Regions from separate parts of the Mus musculus genome. Here region 1 is linked to region 2. A link is a contact called in public Micro-C data. All regions are on one chromosome and are shown on one strand. The core of a region is the stretch at or near the end of the contact, and the rest is flanking DNA. Distances in the headings are between cores, read along the strand shown. Region 1 overlaps Igf1r (insulin-like growth factor I receptor). Region 2 holds the start of Fam169b (family with sequence similarity 169, member B).

What was found. A called contact is a pair of places that touch in the nucleus more often than the background predicts.
Region 1: a Micro-C map of embryonic stem cells shows a contact between it and region 2, with 1.9 times the contacts expected there. The contact joins the enhancer-like site here to the promoter of Fam169b in region 2. A contact is called at or near these places in 2 of 39 promoter capture datasets (neutrophils and pre-B cells), 3 of 484 Hi-C or Micro-C datasets (DN3 thymocytes, bone marrow-derived dendritic cells and embryonic stem cells) and 3 of 9 other capture datasets (adipose tissue, liver and pancreatic islet).

The regions. Positions count from the first base shown.
Region 1 is chr7:68,049,959-68,057,050 of GRCm38.p6, reverse strand. The region is part of intron 2 of Igf1r (insulin-like growth factor I receptor); the gene reads right to left. Among named protein-coding and RNA genes, the nearest start is that of Gm51488, 84 kb to the left of the region's middle. Within about 2 kb of position 1,975, at least 35 of the 459 cell types and tissues checked have an H3K27ac peak or open chromatin away from gene starts, as enhancers often do. A contact at or near this core is called in embryonic stem cells, where this site is marked.
Region 2 is chr7:68,274,578-68,281,072 of GRCm38.p6, reverse strand. It overlaps Fam169b (family with sequence similarity 169, member B), which reads right to left and starts at 5,089. Exons shown (of 9, transcript NM_001374636.1): 1 at 5,032-5,089. The coding sequence starts at 5,062. It overlaps Gm16157 (predicted gene 16157), which reads left to right and starts at 4,479. Exons shown (of 4, transcript NR_040340.1): 1 at 4,479-4,556; 2 at 5,736-5,915.

The DNA of each region.
Region 1 (7,092 bases), core at 726-3,225, 220 kb after region 2:
TGCCATGTACCATTAAAAAACAAAACACATAACCACTATGGCTAATGGATGTAGACTTGCTACTAGCATATCTGGAAAAAGGTGAAAAAGAGTCAGATTCTCAGGCAAAACGAGACACAGAAAACAACCAAGTCAACAGTGTCTCTTAAATGAAATAGCCAATAAGTTCCTGCTGTATCTTGGTCTAATTAAACCTTTTTCACAAATGCCAGCCATCAATAAAAAAATTATTTCTTATCCAATTTGGGCTTCAGTTTTAATTACTAGAAGTGCGACATGCTGTGACTCTGAGAGGATCTGATCTGTTGGACATATTTCTTTCTAAGCCTAAAACAGAGAAATGAGGATGGCATGTGCTTCCTCTCCTGTCCCCTGTGCCACTGTGGCCAGACAGGGGACTTAAAGGGCCCCTCAGTGCAGGTGAGGGCAGACAACCCGAGCCTGCCCAGAAAAAGCATCAAAGGAAGCCAGTGCACAGGGTGAGGATACAAAGTAACATTCATTCATTCATTCATTCATTCATTCATTCATTCATTCTTCCTCTTAAAGATCTTACACTCATGAGAGCAAAACGGGTGGGTGTGGTAATGTGTGGAGGGACTAAGCAATTTTAGTAATATCCAGTGTGTCCCTTCATGGATGTATCAGCTACAAGATGCACAGGACAGATAGCTGTTTGCTTACAAACGAAATGTTAATAATCTCCACTAAACTGAAGGATTTACATATTTAAATTTGCCTTTTTTTAAAAAAAAAATAATCTAAAGACTTCTGTAGCAAAGAGACTAAGCCTAGATGGTCAGCCCTAACAACATACACACACTGCTAACATCATATAGGCTGAGCAGATTGTATTTATGAATACTATGAATATGTATTTAGGAACACACACACATGCGTACACTCATGCAAATGCTTTCATGCACATATAAAAAACTAATGAAAAAAAAACCATAAATATTTTGTTGCTGTCCTGCCACCCAAGATAGGGTTTTTCTGTGTAGTCCTGGCTATCCTGGAACTCACTGAGTAGACCAGGCTGGCCTTGAACCTGGAGCTCCACCTGCCTCTGCCTCTCAAGTGCTGGGATCAAAGGTGTGTACCAGCACCACCTGGAAAACCCACAAATTTTAAAGACAATGAAGAGAGATGGGAGGGTTTGGAGAAAAGGCGTAAGGGGAAATGTGGAATTAATTATAATCTCAAATAATAAGACATTTTTTAAAAAGAGTTAAAATAACAGGAGATCGAGTAAACATAGTTTTATTTTGTAACAAACACTGCCACTTCACCTTGTCTAGATGTCTTGATGCTGAGAGCTGTGAGAGGTTGGGCTGTGGGCTTTTGCTTTAAAATCCGATTCCTCTTGCATAATGCCACAGTGTAGAAAGGGCAGCAAACTGTTTACCTCAGAAAAGGGATTTGGAATCAATAGAAATCAAAATTATTAAAGATCTCAAAGAGGGGCATGATGGCTAATGTTTCTAGTCCCAGCTATTGAAGAGGATGAGGCAGGTCTCTGGAGCCCAGGAGTTTGAACCCATAGAGGGCATCTACCTCATGCCAACAAAAGGAAACAAGATGGTGCAGCAAAAACAACAGAAATTCCTGGACACACAAGCTCGGTTAACGGACTAAAGGATGAGCAGGAGAGAGACGGCACAGACAGGAGCTTTTATGCCTCAACTGGCCCCCAAAGCCCAGTGTCCTCTAGCAGATGTTTGAAAAGCTGGCTGGTCTGTCTTCTTATCAACTCAAAGCTTACCTCATTGCCAGAAGGCACAAGGCACCCATCTAGCTGTGTGAGCTGCTGTCCACAGACTGAAGCACTCTGGGAATTTCTATTCCTTGGCAGCACTCTCCAGAACACGTCACCCCACACAAGCGATGCTGAGGGTTCTGACTTCGGAGGTGAGACCCAGCATTCCCCACCTCTTCCCTAGCCCAATGGCACCAACAGGGGGCACCCTAACCTTCAGGGACGCCACGCCCACCACCACAGCAAACCCAACAGACTCAAAGGAAAAGTGCTCACTGTCTCTACCTCGGCAGCCACCTATTTTAAGTAAGAATCAAAGGTATTAATACACTAAATCCTATTGATTTGTTTTACCGAGACAAGAAGAGGATGCAAGCGGGCCGCTCTGCTGGTAGCAGTTGACTGTCAACAATAAAAGTATTTTCTGAGTTATTCACAACTGTTAAAACTCATCATATTTTTCCTTTTAAGAGCCTTTTGAGGAAGGAAAATAAACTTTTTGGTTTCAGTTTCTCAAAAATCTGAGGAAGATGTGAATAACAATTCAAACAAAGCCCAACCAGCTAAATACCTCCTGAACTGAGGCGTGCTTCATCTCCAGGGTGTAACCCCAAACAGAGTCATGGCATGGAATCAGAGGAGCCTGGTCAGGAACGGGAGGGGGAGGGGGAGGGGGAGAGAAAGCATGGAATCAGAGCTAGCATGGTCAAGAACAGGAGTGGGAGAGGGAAAGAAAGGGAGAGGGGGACAGAGTGGGGGCAGGAGAGTGCACACAAGAAGGAAAAAAAAAAAATCTATGCCCCAAACCCACTGGTATCTCATCTAACCCAAGAAAAACAATCATGCCAGAGCCATTCCTCCCAGAGAGCAGCTATTAAGCGATTACATTAAGAATGCATGTAAAACGTAGCTATTTATAGCTAATGATCCAGAGAATGCAAAGAAAACAAATATGGATGAGAAAATAAATGAATCCCAGTGAACCATGAGAAACTCCTATCTGGTTTTCTAATTGCTGGCCAGGTGTCACTAGGAGGGTGGACAGCTTACTAGGCAGGAGGCGTGGAGGGCGTGTCCAAGCGGTTCTACTCTCACACCAGGTGGCCCTGGGATAATGTGGCTGGCTAGATCTGTTAGAATCTTTCTAGAAATAGGATTATGAATTTGTGACTTGGGTAAATAACTTCCTGTTGAGATTCTTTTTTCAGAGTAAGGTGAATTAACAGAGTTAACTGAGGCGACGATGAATTATAGGTAGAGGATGATCACGGCACTTCAAGATGGTCATGCTTTAATGCCTTCAAGAATAATCAAAATGCTCACTTCCCACCACAGCAGGTACAAGTGAACGCTGTGAAGATCTTAAAGAGAACGACGAAGGTGCCACAGGGATGTCCGGTTGGATCCTTGCGACCCAAAGACATGACTAGTCAAGCGATATATTATTCGGTCCCCCAGTCTACTCAAATCATACACACATCAACAAGGGCAGGCCTGCTTCTGGGTCTGCCAGTTCAGAGTCACTACAATGTTCAGTATGATCCTCCGGTGACACACTGGTGCTGGCTCCCCTGTTCTGGTAGTGACCAAAGCTCAGAGATGTTAATTAAGCAGTTTGCACAAGGTATCGCAGAGGCTTTCTGCCAGGAAGTCAGAGCTCCTTCCATCTGTTTCAAGGAAGAGAGAAGGAGAGGGCAATTTCATTTGGAGCTAAAAGCACTAATGGTCCCCTAAATGCAGCTCTTGATGTGCTAATGGACAATAAATTCCCCCTTTCCTCCAAGAAAAAGTTTGTCTTTAGAGGTTCCTGGGGCTGCAGGAGTCACCTGTTCACGCCCCCGTGAGAAGCCAGTTTTTCTAGGCTGTTGGAACAGCTGAAAGGCATAGTGTTTCAGTCACATGATGACTTGTGCACATATGAACTGACAATATGTAAGCGTGTGATTTTACTGCAGAAAAGATAAAAAAGGATGAAATGATGCTCTTCTTTCAATGAGTCTAAGTTCTCGCTAAATCATTCATAAAATTGGAATTTTCAAAATACGCGTACCTCGCCCTCATTTGGTTAAAGCATAAACCCAGTAAGCAGAAAATTGAGGGGAGCTGAGAGGTAGGAATTAGAACAAAGATAACTGGAAGTGGAGCCCTGTGCTCAGTGAAGCTCGTGGGCTAGGAAAGGGATTTCTAGGGATTTGGAAAGCCCGATGGGACTAAATTCATCACTTGGGTGATGGGACAGTTCATTACTGTTGAATTTAAGCCTAAGAAATAGCGGATTAGGGGACTTCTGGTTTAAAGGGAAAGCTCTTCAGGTTTGTCTTTAAGACTAAAGATGCCCTTAGTCCAGCCTCTCTTTTCCCCTAACATGCTGCTCCAGATCCGAACCACCACAAACTGCCTTCCTCCCCGCCCCAGCCATTGAACTGAACCCGAAGACCCTCTCTCCCAGGTGTACCACATGCCTGTCCATCACACACTCTGTAGCACAGCAATATCCACTTGTTAGACGGCCCCTAACTGGATCACCAAGGTCTCGAGGGTGGTCACTGAGAGTGATCCTGGGTCCACAACTAAGTTCCAGTGTGTGCAGGCAGAAAGAGTGAGATGTCTCCATATGGGGAGGAACTGCTCTAAGGCTGGGATGTTGCAAAGACTCTGGCTGAATGTAAGACCAGTCCAGACCACAGGGATGATCACACGCTAACACTAGATGTTTCTCTCAAGTACTTTCACCTCAATCCCCAAGTGCCTCCTTCCCACTTCTCTGTCTTGGCAAGATTTGTGGGTTTCAGAGGGAGGTAGGGACAGAGAAGAGCTCATCACACAGCAACAACATTCATAGCCATCCTAGAACAATGATGGAGATGTCCAAGGTCCTGGATTTATGCAATAAAAGCAGATGTTCTGGATAAACAACAACAACAAAAATTCATTATGTTCACACAATGGAATACTATTCAGTCATGAAAAGCAATTAAGTCCTGCTATAGTGTGGGTAAGGCAAAAAACAGTAGGTGATGGGTCACACTGCTTATGATCACATTTATCTGTTATCTCTAAAAACACTTTGCAACATTCACACCACGTCTTGTGTTGAACAACTCTACTTGTAATGAGGTCCAGATGACCCTTGTTCAGTAGAAGCCCCCAGCACTCCCATGTATATATACACTAACATTCCATGTATGTGAAGAAATAAAGTTTTAGCACATGAATAATTTATTTTTACTTTCAAAAATTATAGGAGCATATATATGTGTGTGTGTATATATATAAAAGTGTGTATATAAATATATATATGCACACACATATATATGCCTATACATATGTATGTATATACACACACACAAGAATAAAGGTGATGTAACAGGAAAAAAAGAGAATAACAACTATGGCAATACCCACCAAAGCTCAACTATGAATATTTCTCTATTTCATTTTAAATGACACCATTTTAAATGACTTTTGCTGATTAATAAGGAGGAAAGTTATATCCCAGCATAGACACAAAAGCTTCAAGTAGTGAACAGCTAATCCCAGAGTGAAGAGGTGTAGGCTGAAGGAAGACGGGTGTTAAATATGCAAATGGAGTGTCTATTTATTGCTAATGCAGACACAAGGAGAACAAATCCCATGCAATGCACCAAGCGTTCTCACCAACATTTGCCTTCTCCAGAAGAGTCAACAAGCTTGACCATGCACACATAACCAGGAAACATGTGTGCTCTAGAAACACACACAGTCATAGAAAGCCAGAGCCAGGCTCACCTGAGACACCGCTCTGCAGAATGAGTAAGAAGGTCTGTTCCCCTTCCATTAGCATGGAAGCCAGGCTCTCTAGTCTGAGTGGGTACCAAGAAAGAATCTGCCCAGTGATGTTCTTCTACGCTCATCTCTCTCCATTACCTAACACCCGAGGAGAGGAGACCATTGAGAACGGATACTACTGTCAGAGGCTTTCATGAGTTTCATCAAAAAAGCAAAGGACACCTCTCAAGAAAGGCTGAGTGACAGCTTCCTTTCCCCTTTTCTTACTGTAGTATTCTTTGTTTGGACTGTTTCAAAGAATGGTAATCAGAAAACACAAGAAATGTGCCTTCTTACATAACACTATCAAACTGGGCAGGGACTCAGCATTCCCAAAACAGAATCTACATTTTGCAAAAAAGACTTAAAAAAAATTAAAAAAACAAAAGCAAAAAAAAAAAAAAACAAAAACAAAAACAAAAACAAACAAAAACCCTTCTCCAAGGAACCAGGGAGCAGGACCTGACATACTCTGGTGTCACAGTGATGCTATGTGGCCTTCCACACCTGGTCAAGACTGCCCTTGGCAGGCACCACATGTCTGCAGTGCCACAGCGTCACACACTCAGCTCAGCCGGAGACAGACAAGTACCATGTAAATGGTCAAAATGTTCAAGTCTCGCAGTAAATAATGGCACTTATATTACAGCTATCGTTATAAAAATCTGTAACACTTCAAGAGACCATTATGGAGCTATTAAAAAGATTTTTGCATTCAGTTTTCAAGATGACTTAGGCAGAATGCCACAGCTACAGTAATTACTTTATTTATCGCTGTGTAAACGGACCTTAATGCTTCATTTAAAGAGAAAAACCAATAGTGCTCCCATGCAATAGCCGAGCAAAGCATGGCAGCGAAGGCAGTGGTCCTGCCTGCAGACACTGGTCATCCTGGACGCCAAGTAAGACTTCACACACTGTGGGGCAGGCAGTTAGGCTGCTGGAAAAATGAGAAGCTAGCAAGGTTAGAATAATCTGTCAGACCAACTGTGGCTGAACCTCAGGTAGCCAGAGCAGATCGTTCTTTCATTTGTAGGCACTTATACATTTTAGATTTGACACAATATTACAAACAAAGAATGTAACAAGAAATTAGAAGTAGCTTGAAAATATTCATTTAGACCCAACACATTGTTTCAGACACTCAAAAAAGTTTTACAGAAAGAAAGGAAGGGAGGGAGGGAGGGAGGGAGGGAGGGAGGGAGAGAGAGGGAGAGAGAGAGAGAGAGAGAGAGAGAGAGAGAGAGAGAGAGAGAGAAAGGAAGGAAGGAAGAAAGGAAGAAAGAAAGGAAGAAAGGAAGAAAGGAAGAAAGAAAGAGAAATGAAAGTTAAAGCCTTGGGCTGATGGGATAGTGCCACCAAGCCTGATAACCTAAATTCAATTCTTCAGCTTCACATTGTGGAAGGAGTGAACAGACCGTCCTCTATTCTCCACATGTGTGCCCTGACATGTGTGCCCACACATATACACATAACACATGCACACTAAGTCAGTCGAATAAATTTAAATATTGTAGTTGTCATGG
Region 2 (6,495 bases), core at 3,840-6,339:
ACACCAAATATTTTTAATATTTTTATCTAATGTTTATGCATTGTGGGGTAACAAAACATGAATAAAGCAGCGTCCTCCCTTCTGTATAGCGCTTTAGACAGGATCTCAGCCTGGCTCCAAGCTTGCTATGGAAGTGATTCTCCACTGGATCAGGGAACCTGACCCCAAGGATTTATGCCCGCTGTGCCAGCTACATCCTACCCACCCCACCACCTAGCTCCTTTGTCCAAGAGGTTCTGTCCAAACGTGAGCAGCACACGTGTAGTACACAAATCGCTTGTAGGAAAATACAAAGGTCAAGTGGACAACAAACCGTTCTAACACATGCTCTGAACCTAACATAGCTGTAACCGTCTATACACGCCAAAAAGAATCCACCGTGGAGCAGAGTTAACAGAGTACGCATGCGCGATGGGCTGTCCCGCGTGAGACGCTTTCTGCGATGGTGAAGACTCTACAACGCTAACTTCTCAAGGACTTACCAGTGAACGAAATATTCAGATTAGAGTTTGTTTCTGCAAAGGCAGTGAAGAAATCAACGAAGCTTTCTCTCCGTTAGTGGAATTTTCAAGTCGTGGTTACAGACTTGGTTTCCAAGAACAACACATTTATCTTAATTTCAGCAAGTCAAGCTGTCTAGGTGGAGACATGGCATCCCTCCCTGGCAACCCACACAGAGCAGAAAGAGCTCAGCCCCATATTGCTCATTCTGGATACTCAACGCCTAGTGGCTGTCCTGTCTCGAAGGCACAAACACCTATGGAAGTTGTCCTGAGACAACTCTCAGGGTAGGTGCCAGTTAAATCTGTTTTCTCTTAAAAGTGGGGCCACAGCTTTGGGGTACTGAATGAGTGGGTGCAATGGTCTTAAAGTGAGAGGGTTCTAAAGACCAGGGAAAGGAACAGGAAGAATAGCAGGGATGGAATGGCCATGGAATGGCCTTAAATTCACAAGGCTTTGGGGGTCTCTTATCAATCTAGCTGATGAGAAACTCTGGAAAGGTAAGCCCGTAACCCAGGAGGACAGGTGGAAAGCCAAGTAGGCAGCCTAGGTTGTTTTCTTTCTTTTCTTTTCTTTTGTGTGTGTATTGGGGATGGGGGTGGGAGACAAAGTCTCACTAAGCTGACCAAGCTGACTTTGACCTTATAATTCTCCTGGGTCAGACTACAGGGTACTGGGATTATAGGTGTGCATAGCGTCTCAGAATCACAGCTGCCCCACGCTCATTAACCGTACTCTAAGACCCAAGACCTTCAGAGGCTACCAGCAGACACCGAACTGCAATTGCACCCTTAAAAGACAGTCTGCCCTCTGACCAAGTGCTTCAACTGTAGCCACAAACCCTTTTTCCTCTACCACAAAGTACATTCATTTTCTACAGTCCTTCGATGCAGAACTTTTCAGGGCTGCACAACCTTAGCTGGAGTCAGTTAGCCTTCTGTCCCAGGGCTCAGTCTGATTCCTGGCCACTTGGTCATACACCCCATCAGACTAGTCCACGACAAGACACTTAGAAGGGGATTGTGAGCCCGGCCATATCTAGCCCAGAAAGTGCAGAAATCTAGTGCTTTGCAAGCAAGAACTGGCTATAGTACAGATGCCACAGTGCACCAAGAATCACAAAATGGAGAATACACAGAAACTCAGCTACTGGGAGAACTGGCCCTGCTAGAAGTCAAGGTACCCAGAGCCCTTGCCAGGACACTCTACCCAAAGCATGCAAGCTTGATACACCTGATTGCAAAGCTTCTCTCCCAGCCATCCTTCCTAGATGCAGAGCCATCAAGGGCTTCTGCCAACATCCAACAGGAACTGCTGCCTCCACTCTCTCCAAGGGAGCTCAGGGCACTAAGCAGAAGGACCCACAAGAGTCTGCTTGAGGAGGGAGCAGCCTACAACCTTCAGAGCCAAGTACACGTTTACACACCGCTCTCCACTTTCGCTCCCTCCCTTTCCTGTCTCACTGGAAACCCCAGTGGGGCGCTCCAGGACAGCTGTGAGCAAAGCCCCTCTCCATCCTGTCCTCACTGAGGTCCCGTTTCCCAGACACTGAGACCCCAAACCTGCCAAACCCACATCCCCCTCCGAGGACACTCAGTCATCATGGACTACAAAAGATCCAAACTACTGGTGGTGTGACTTAAGCTTGTGTTAACATGAGGTCATCTATGAAACACCTTTATGAACTGACTCAACCAGCTACATGGTCTCTCTCTCTCTCTCTCTCTCTTTCTTGAACTGGAGAGGAGAGTTCCCACTTTCTGAGGAAACCCAATGCTCCGAGTCACACCCCCAGCCCCCCAGAAACCTCTGTTTTAATGCCAGTGTTGCCACTTTATGGACAGATCACCCCAGTCCATCTCTGGGCCTGTTTCCTCACCAGTTCTGTCTGATGTAAAGGTCAGCTACAGTCCTGCCTGCGAAGGGCTCAGGACTATAGCTGACATACAGCATGCTAAAAGTGAACTGTGAGTGCACACGCGTGCGCACACAGACACACACAAGTACGCACAGGCCGGGCCAGTGAGATGGCTCAGTGGGTAAAGGCACTTGTCACCAAAGCTGGTGACCTGAGTCTGACAAGGTGGGAGACCTCCACCTAATAATATTCTTTCCTTTTCTTGCCTCTGCAAATGCCTTTCAAACTATAGCTGTGTCTGGCCCCTTTAGAGTCCTGTGACATGTCCTCTCCTTTCCCCCAGCCCCACTTCAGGGCTCTGCCCATACCAGTACTTCTTGGCATAGCTCCTTGGGATCTGAAGAGGGCTCAAAACAAACAAACAAACAAACACACACACACACACAAACAAACAAACCGACATATGGTCTTTGGCATGCTCAATTCTTTTAAAAGGACCTGGGAAGGCCTCCAAACAAGCCCCCACTCACTTCTCCCTGTTCCTTGACCTCTTGTTCCCTTCCATAGAAAGCCGTGCAAACAATGCAAGTTTCTGAACTACCCCCAACCTGCTTGTTAGCTCCGTTATCGGTCAATCCTCTCTGCTTTATTAGCAGCACAAATTATCAGGACATCCCACTTTTCAAAAGGCAAAAGAAATGGCTTTCTCTATGCTCACTATTAATATGACACAGGGCCCAGCAATGAGTTCCCACATACACAGGGCCTCAACTAATCCTTATGAGGCAATGCAGCCTCATAAAGCAGTCCATAGCTAAGGGAAGAAGTTCAAGATAAAAAAAAAAAAGAAAGAAAGAAAGAAAGAAAAAGAAGAAGTAGAAGAAAGAAAAAAGGATGGTAACAAGACCAGGCTGTGTCTGGCTTTCTCTTTCCTTTCCATTCTGTTCTAAGCTGAAATGACAGCAACAGATGGCCCAGTGGAACCTAAGAAGGTTTTTGGCATCAGGGAACCAAAAAACATGTAGAGAGAGGAGGGAGGAGACGGATATGGGGGGGGGGGCATCAGGATGTAAATTATTGTGGATACCCCCAAATCTCTTTTTGGATGGCACTGCCCCAAACCAAACCTCCCGGGGGCCCCTCCTGCGAACACAGAGCACAGCTGCGGGAGGAATGTCCTTCCTCGGTTTTCAGCGGTGAAGCTAAGTAGAGGCTGGCAAGTCACCTTACCTGAAAGCATTATTATTTTTTTTTCCTTTCATGCTTCTCTACTAAAAAGAAAGGGATTCCCCAGTAGACGAGATTTGCTCAAGCTGTTTCTGGAAACAGCTATCAAAGCACAGGCAACAGTTCAACTATGCAAGCCTCCAACCCATTAGGATCTCACACATGTGGAAATGATAAATGGGAGACTGCTGTGTGTCATCTGAGCCACCGGTGGCCATCAAAACCACAGCAAAGGTCGGAGCGCATACAGGGAAAAGCCATAAACTGTCTCAGGCCAACGATTCTTTTCCAGAAGATGAAATTACTATTCTTTTTTTCCCATCACATGGGCCTGGGAGGGGAAGCTCTCTGAAGCAAAGATGGGGAAGGACCTGCTCACTCTAGGGGAGGGGAAAGAGACCCACTAGTAGAGATGGGAGTGTAATGAGAGACTGCTGTGCTTAATAAACCCTAGGGGGCTTCTCCTGTTTTGTAGATGAGGAAGATCAAAAAAGCAAGACTTTTATTCCAGTCTTCCAGCGTGTAAACTGGAAACAGCACTCTTAACTTTCTAGAAAAAAAAAAAAGTGCACAAGACTAAAACAAAAGAGAAATAGCTCCCTTTCCAAAATTAAAGACGAGCCTTTTCTTAATCTCTAGATCAACTAAATCCTTACTAATCCATATAATTAGCTAGTGGCTACAATCTCTCCTTATCTCACGCACCTGAAAACAGGAGAAAAACAACTCAATTGCAACGTTTAAAGTAGGTCATAAGAGCGAGTGGCTACCTGCCAGCCTCAAATGCGCCCCTGCCATGATTGACTTTACTGTAGGTGGGCTGTGTGCAGTGTGACTATCCGTGCGACACAGCCAGCCACCTGTGACCAGGATGTCTAGCCAAAGGCCTGAAATGGCATCCCCTAAGACCTCAGAGGTGGCCGGCTCAAGAAAGTATCTTCAAATCCTGAAACTGGGCGGGAAGAGGCATGTGAGTTGTGTCCCTGGAGCCAGCAAAGAGGCTGGCCCAGAGCGTGGATTCCCGGGACACTTCTCTCGGTCCAGGCGCTTCCTGGGTCCTCCTTGCTGGAAAGTAGGAATGGGTTGCTGTTCGGACTTCTCTCTCACCTCGGAGCTCATTCCCCAGCCTGGCCAGCAAGCCCAGGTCCAAGGTCCCCAAGGCCGGTGTTGAGGGTTGTGGGGGAGGGGTGAGAAACAGAACCGGAGACCCGGGTGAGGACCCAGCCCAGAGCCATCTAAGACTATCAACTCTGGAGGTTCCTCCTCCAGCTCCCGCTAGCCTGGGACTTATATGAATCCGAGGAAGAGAGAGAGAAAGAGAGGAGAGGCCCTTAGCCTCGCACTGCACCCCAAGCTGTTGTGGCGACGGGTGTGCGGCACTCTGCCCGCTACCATTCGCGTCCTTCGCCCTCGATTGGCTACGTGGGGACCGCAGCACCCCTTACCTGTGACTCCGCGGACTGCCTCAGCCTCCATGCTCCGGTACGGAGTTTGCCACCTAGTAAGCCTCTACCTCCCCACCCCCTCCCCCCACCAGAGCCACCAACCTTTCTACCAAGAGTTCCCCAGGGGCTGCCCCGCCCTGCCACCTCCCCGGAGGCTTTCTCTTTCTCACTCCTTTGCCTCCTGCTGCGGGCGTTTATCTCTGCCCCCACTCCCCCAACACACACTACTGGACCACCTTTTGTTTTGTTTTGTTTTTTTTTTTTTAACCAAACCTTGACTCCGCAAAGTCTAATCTACAAAAAGAATGACTTTTGAGCCAATAGTGAGTTTGTTGCTGTTCTTGAACTACCATAAACACAGGCAAGCAGCCTCCTCCCCCGTGCCCCAAGCTTGTACTGACAGATTTTTCCACCACGCTCCCTTCTATGTGCAAAAACCATTTGCATTAACCCTTTTCAAAAACTTGGCTTGAGCCGGGCGTGGTGGCGCACGCCTTTAATCCCAGCACTTGGGAGGCAGAGGCAGGCGGATTTCTGAGTTCGAGGCCAGCCTGGTCTACAAAGTGAGTTCCAGGACAGCCAGGGCTACACAGAGAGACCCTGTCTCGAAAAAAAACCAAAAAAAAAAAAAAAAAAAAAAAAAGAACAAAAACTTGGCTTGGCTGAAAAATAGCAAATATGTAATAAACGCACATCTAACACAGGGCATCCAGGAATCTTTTCTGCCGGTTTCAGAGTCCCAACAGTCTCCTGGAAACTGTAATGTGCCTACGATTTACTAAAAAGCCAAGCAGGAGCTCATTTGACAAAGCAATATTCAAGGTCGACAATTCTTCTCCAGTATACACAGCTGTTTCAAAACGTTGCTTTGGGAGGATGCAGCGGTGAGTGATTTCAAATTTCACCTTTCACCCGACTCTGATGGAAACACACCGGATGTCCCAACTACTGGGGAGACCGAGGGAGGAAGAAGGCTTGAGCCCATTAGCTGGAGAACAATCTGGGATCCTGACAACTGGCCTTGGGGCAATGGTAACTGGGGACACAACACAATTCTGCGCTGTGTGTAGCAGGGAATTCTTTTCCACTCTGGTGAAGCCAGAATTTTTGACTTCAGTGCCAAAAAGAATGTCAGAGTAAGTCGTTGTGTCGAAGAGTCACAGTTTATTAGATTTTAAACATAGATTTAAGGTTAGTGGTAGAAAGATAGGTGTTAGGGGAAGGGGTGGAAATGAGACACATCCAGGTGTGCGTGGTCTTCTCAAGACAGCTTCCTAAAGTGTCTTTACAATATAGCCGTATTTGTAAGTGTCTTTCAGTAACTGATAGGTTATTTCTATCAATTAGTTAAATGAGCCAATTTAAACTGGATTAGGTTATGTTAAAGGCAGGTTTATTTGGAAGCTGCTGTATGAAGGGCAAGTTCACTGGCCCAAGGATCAAGGCCAGGAAAGTCGTCATTGG